Linked DNA regions of Mus musculus: region 1 is linked to region 2. The links are chromatin contacts, called in public Micro-C maps. All regions are on one chromosome and are shown on one strand. Each heading gives the region's core, a stretch centred on a gene start, on an enhancer-like site or on the middle of the called end of the contact. The rest is flanking DNA. Distances are from core to core; before and after follow the strand shown. Region 1 holds the start of Allc (allantoicase). Region 2 has its middle 64 kb from the start of Cmpk2.

Region 1 (2,751 bases), core at 111-2,610, 2.0 Mb after region 2:
CTCTAGCCCTTCCAAATTCCTATCCTCCTCCACTCTCCTTCTCTCAGAAAAGCCCAAATGGCAGTTTACAGTCACAGTAGTGACCCTCCCTGACATCTGTTTAAATACCATGCTGCCACTGAAACCAGGCAGCAGCCACCCCTAAGCCCAGCGGCATGCTGAAGTGGGTCCTGGTTGCTGCCCACATACACTCCCAGCCATCAAGAGTAAGACACAGGCCAGTAACTAAGGCAGTTCCTCTGCTGAGGGAAGGGTCACAGGCAGAGCCTGCTCCATGTGACTCTGGGAAGCTGGGGAGGGACTGCCCCACCCACCCCCAAGAAGAGGAGGCTATCCTGGCCTTAGAATCATCCCATGTTAAAAAAGAAATCCAGAGGATGTTGCTGTCAGGATCTAAGAAGCTTTGCGAGAGCAAACTTTGGGGTGATCTGAAGAAGGGCGTTGCTCGTTTGAGACAAAGCTTGAGAGAGCTGAGGCAGATTCTGAGGAGCCACAGGCAACAGAGCAGAGTTCTGGCCATAGACCAGCAGAGCTGCATAGGTATGGACTCAGCAGGCTGAGGCAAGAGGACCATGATGAGTTCACACCAGTCTGCACTACATAGTGAGTGATTGCCTCTGCTCTTACCTGTGTCTCTTTGAATTCAGTGTAGCCCTGCATCCATCACTTAAGCCCGAGATCCCAAGGTTATATAACCTCCTAAAACAGTATGGCTGGCTGGGACAAGTATGCACATTCAGGACTATGGGGGCAGGGTAGGGTGGGGCGGGACAGGACGGGGCGGGGCATATTTCTGTTTAAACCATAGCATTGGGCTTGCTTCACATCAGTGTTGAGATGTTGTTGTTGTTGTTGTTGTTGACGTCGCCATCGTCATTTAAGACAAGAGTCCCTCTGTGTAGCCTTGATGGCCTGGAACTTATTTTAGAGACTGGCTGACCATGAACTCACAGAGATCTGCCTGTCTCTGCCCTCTGAGTGCTGGAATTAAAGGTGTACACCACCAAGCCTGACCCATGTTTAGATGTTTTAAAAGACAAAAGTCATATGACTTGAACCCCAGTAGGACAAGGACCAGAGCTAGAATATGAAGCCTCCCTCAGTCCTTCTTAGCTGGGCCCTAGAACTCCATACTGATAATAGCGCCTAGGGCCACCTCCCTATTTTCCCCGCAACCAAGGGTCTGCTGTTCTTGGAGACGGGACTTCTTCCTCTCTTCTCCCACTTCATTCCCTTGGCAACACCAATGTCAGACATAACAAATTATTCAACATGATAAACAGATCTCGAACCTCACCCAAGAGTGCAGACCCCAGTCTTCAGGATTCAAGGCCTCTCCCCACAGTCCAGTGTTTTGAAGTGTTAGCGCCAGCAATGTTAGAATTTATGGAGGACAGAGAGAACCTTCCTTTGTGATGTCACAAGGGGCATAGGAAATAGAGCCGAGGGAACAGCTTGTCCCTGGAGAGACCAAGGGACCATGGCTGAAGCAGGCCTCTTCCCTTCTGCGTGTGTAATCCTACTGATCCCAGGGCCGTAAGCCCATCCTACCGTACTCCCTCCCTGATGGCTGAAATTCTCACCGTCCCACCCAGCTACAGCTGTTGTCTACAATTTGAATTTGCGTTGTATCTCTTCAAGACAGATGTTTATTTATTCAGAAAATACAGATACACCCTGCAAGTGCCTAGGACATCCTAGAAAACACAAGGGCTTGGGAACTGGAGAGATGGCTCAGTGGTTAAGAGCACTCACTCTTTGTTCTCCCAGAGGTCCTGACTTCAATTCCCAGTAACCACATGGTGGCTCACAACTATCTGTAGTGGGATCCAATGCCTTCTTTTGAAGGCAGCTACAGTGTACTCCTATACATAAAATAAAAATAAATTCTTTTTCTAAAAAAAAGGGGGGGGAGTGGCTAGAGAGATGGCTCAGCGGTTAAGAGCACTGGCTGCTCTTCCAGAGGTCCTGAGTTCAATTCCCAGCAACCACATAGTGGCTCATAACCATCTGTAATGAGATCTGATGACAGCTACAGTGTACTCACTCATATACACAAAATAAATAAATCTTTAAAAAAAAACACAAAGAGGGGCTGTTGAGGGAATTTGTTATAAACCAAGGACCCAATGTGCAAGGAAATGCATATGTACACAGAAGTTACTGCAGTGTGAAAAACTGCAGGGGCCTTTGAGAAGAATGTCTATCCCTGTAACGTTCTGTGTCACTTCCCAGCCCAGCTCAGTGCATCCCACCCCCACCCAGAGCCTCCTCCAGAGAGGGAGGTATCTGGTGGCTGCTCAGAGAGACAGCAGGCAGGTGGAACACCCTGGGAGCAGATGTTGCCCCCCCACAACCTCCACCCCCTGCAGTTGAGAAGCCCAGATGCAGAGGCACAAGGACTTCTGAAATCTCAAAAGCCAGCTCTGTCCCAGAATATTCCATCCCAGGCCCCTCCATCTTTTCCTTGACTCCCTTTCCAGGGGCCAACCTGCCCTTTCCCACATATGCACCTGACCTGTATTTGCCAAGGTTCTTTGGTGGAACAGAGCCAATGAAATTAATATACATTAAATTAGATTGGCTGACACAGTATGGTCTGAGTCGTTCAATAACGGCTGTCTCACACTAGAGACACTTGAGAATCTTGTAGGTATTTGGTTCACGACAGGGACTCAGAAGTCCCTACCTGGCACCAACAGCCTGGAGGGTCCTGGAAAGTTCCTGGAGGATGCTGGAAGAAGCTAGTTC
Region 2 (2,836 bases), core at 104-2,603:
ACCACCTTCCCAGGGTCCGTGTCATTCATAGTGATCTGGGCCCTTCTACATCAATCAATAAAATGCCCCCACAGACTTGCCTTATAGACCATCTGATGGAGTCAGTTCCTCAACTGAGAGCCTTGCAGGGCGTGTGACGGCAGTAAGCAAAGTCAGTCATTGCAGTGGGTGGGGACGAGAAAGACGATGACTTGATGACTTTAATGATCTGGATCTAATGTACTTTAGGTCATATTTCACATTCTTTCACAGAGTTGATGATTTTCAGCTCCTCCCCTCACGATGATTTTATATTAAGTTATTTAAAGTCTGCACCAAACGATGTTTTCTACAAGATGCCGTAGGGCAGTATTTAAAGGCTTCAAGTAACAGACTGGTTAAAATAAGCATTAACCATCCTTTTTGTTTATGTATGAGAAGTCCACTCTGTACTGCAGATGACTCAGAAAGAGGCAGGCCTTGGCTGGATTCCCTATCTGTAGGACGCTTTCTGCCTCCCAATCCGGGATGCATGTGAGTTTGGAAACCAGTGGATTCACTAGGAGTTTTTAAGCCCATGTAATGTGCTCACCTCACCAACATTCATGAGGCGTGAGGAGAAAAGGCTCCAGGAGGGGGTGAAGGGCTGGATTCTGCTTGAAGACAAAAGGGAATACCCAAGGAGAGAGGGGAGGGAAGGTTTCAAGATCATAGGCAGAGTCAGAACCTAGCCAGGCATAGGGCAAGTCACCGTTGGCTGTCACGTCAGCCTCCTTCTGGGTGACTGAAGACTGCAGATGGGAAATGGAAACCGTCCAGGTTATCAGGTGAGTGAGATCTATGTACAGGCAAGACTTTGACCTCACTGCCTAACTCCAAATATGATGATATTTCAGCCATTTTCCCTCAATACTGAGGGTTACAAGAGCTTGGGCTAATGTAATTTATGTTTCAACTAAACACTGAGACTGTAACTGGACAAACATCACACACACACACACACACACACACACACACACACACGCACACACACATTTGTATATACACATATTTATTTGAACTGATTAGTAAATTAAGTATGATTTAAAAGTATATTTAATTTTATTTTCCTTTGACATCCCCCCTTACCCTCCCCCCCCCCAGAGTAGCTGCTGGGGGTAGACCCCCAACATAACGAAAAACATTCCTCAATGTTCTGTGCACACTGCCTTTTATGGGCATGCTCAGGTTTCCAAGGCAAGGTGGCTTTGAATCAGTTGCAGGCCTCCTTTCATGTAGAAAACTGCTTAAAGATGTGATATTAGGGCCCAGGGAGACTGCAGAGAGAAGGGACAGTCATTTGCCAGTACTGTCCACTGGGTGGCACTGTTGCTCCACAGAGTGTCTCCATGGCGGGTCCCCAAGGACCAGGGCCAGGACCTACACAAAGGTAGGGAAGGTGTGTATGGTGAAGGGTTTATTAATGACTTTGCCTCCTCTGCGCAGCACTTTTGCGCATCTCCCCGGCCTCAGATCGTTCCTGGGCTCTCTCTGGACTGAGTGCCTGATTTGTTGTGGCCCAAACTGCTTTAGACAACAGCCAAGAAGGGCAGAGACTTCACGTGTGCACAGGCTGCAGTCCCGACGTCACTTAGAAGATTAAAAATAAATTGAAGCACATGTCACTTCAAAGGGGGCACAAAAAGGACATCGGCATGATTGGGCGCAGTAATGAGAAAGAGCTGTAGGTCCTTAGTTTGAACTGTACAGAAAAAAGGATTTTGAGGCTTATTCCCCACCCCTGTACTCCTTACATGAGAGTTAATATATTTTGATATTTAAGGCGCATTCGACACCATATGTGTGTGTGTGTGTGTGTGTGTGTGTGTGTGTGTATCTCCAATCTCTCTGTTTGGATTTGGACTCTGCCCTCGATCAGGGAGCCACATCAAGGAGCCAGGGAGACAAGAGTGTTCATCGGGGAAAGCCTGGGCCACACTGATGTACAAGCACAGAGCCCCTTGTCTGCAGAACCAACCCTACCGGTCCAGAAGGCTTTGTTGCCTACCTATCTATAATATCCATCCGGCTTGGTCTTTTGTCTCTAGGACCAGTCCCTGCAGCCTGGCCCCTCTCAGCCTGAGGTCCACGTTCACACATCAGGCATGTCTTGACTAATGGCGGCTGAGGCCCAATGACTCTCGTTTTTCATGAGTTGTCAGGAGTCTGAACACAGGGAGAGGGGGAGGGAGGGAGGGAAAAGAGGGAGGAGAAGGGGGAGGCGAGAGAAAAGGAAGGGGAGGTAGGAACGGGGAGACATAAAAAAGAGAGGAGGGAGGAGAGGAGGGGAGGGGAGGGAGGAGGGGAGGAGAGAGAGAGAAAAACAGGAGGGAGAGGAAGGAAGGAGAGGAGAAAGGGTTAGAGGTGAGATGAAACCTGAGTGGGGGTGGGGAGAGTGATAGAGGAGAGAGAGGAGGGGGAGGAGAGAGTGAGAAGGAGAGAAGAGAGAACACAGAGAGGGAGGTGGTGAGGAGAGAGAGACTGAGAGAGAGAGGTACTCAGAGGGAGAGGAGCATGGGCAGATGTCCTCATGAAAAATTTACAAGGAATAATCAGAGGTCCGTTCATTCCCTTTGGCGGGGAGGCCCCTAGGCTGTTTGCCCGGGCCACTGGGAGAAGGTGGGAAGAGCCCCCTCATTCTGCAGCAATCTGGCTCCGGTAGGGAAATGCCCCCATGCTTGGTGCACTTGGCCAATCCTCCCGAGACTGGCTTGTAAATGCAGTTCAGGCAAAATTGATGAAGTGTCAGTCATCTGAGGCTGGCAGTTTAGAGAGGTCACAGCTGCAAGGGGCTGCAGGGTCTCACAGAGATGGGACT

The links. Hi-C and Micro-C count contacts between places; a contact is called where the count stands out from the background.
Region 1: a Micro-C map of palatal mesenchyme shows a contact between it and region 2, with 2.3 times the contacts expected there. The contact joins the promoter of Allc here to the enhancer-like site in region 2. A contact is called at or near these places in 3 of 39 promoter capture datasets (hippocampal neurons and liver) and 5 of 484 Hi-C or Micro-C datasets (B cells, cerebellum, cerebral cortex and 2 more).

What each region holds. Positions count from the first base shown.
Region 1 is chr12:28,581,168-28,583,918 of GRCm38.p6, forward strand. It overlaps Allc (allantoicase), which reads right to left and starts at 1,361. Exons shown (of 12, transcript NM_053156.3): 1 at 1,298-1,361.
Region 2 is chr12:26,531,803-26,534,638 of GRCm38.p6, forward strand. No RefSeq gene overlaps it. Among named protein-coding and RNA genes, the nearest start is that of Cmpk2, 64 kb to the left of the region's middle. Within about 2 kb of position 1,354, at least 45 of the 459 cell types and tissues checked have an H3K27ac peak or open chromatin away from gene starts, as enhancers often do. A contact at or near this core is called in cerebellum, cerebral cortex and palatal mesenchyme, where this site is marked.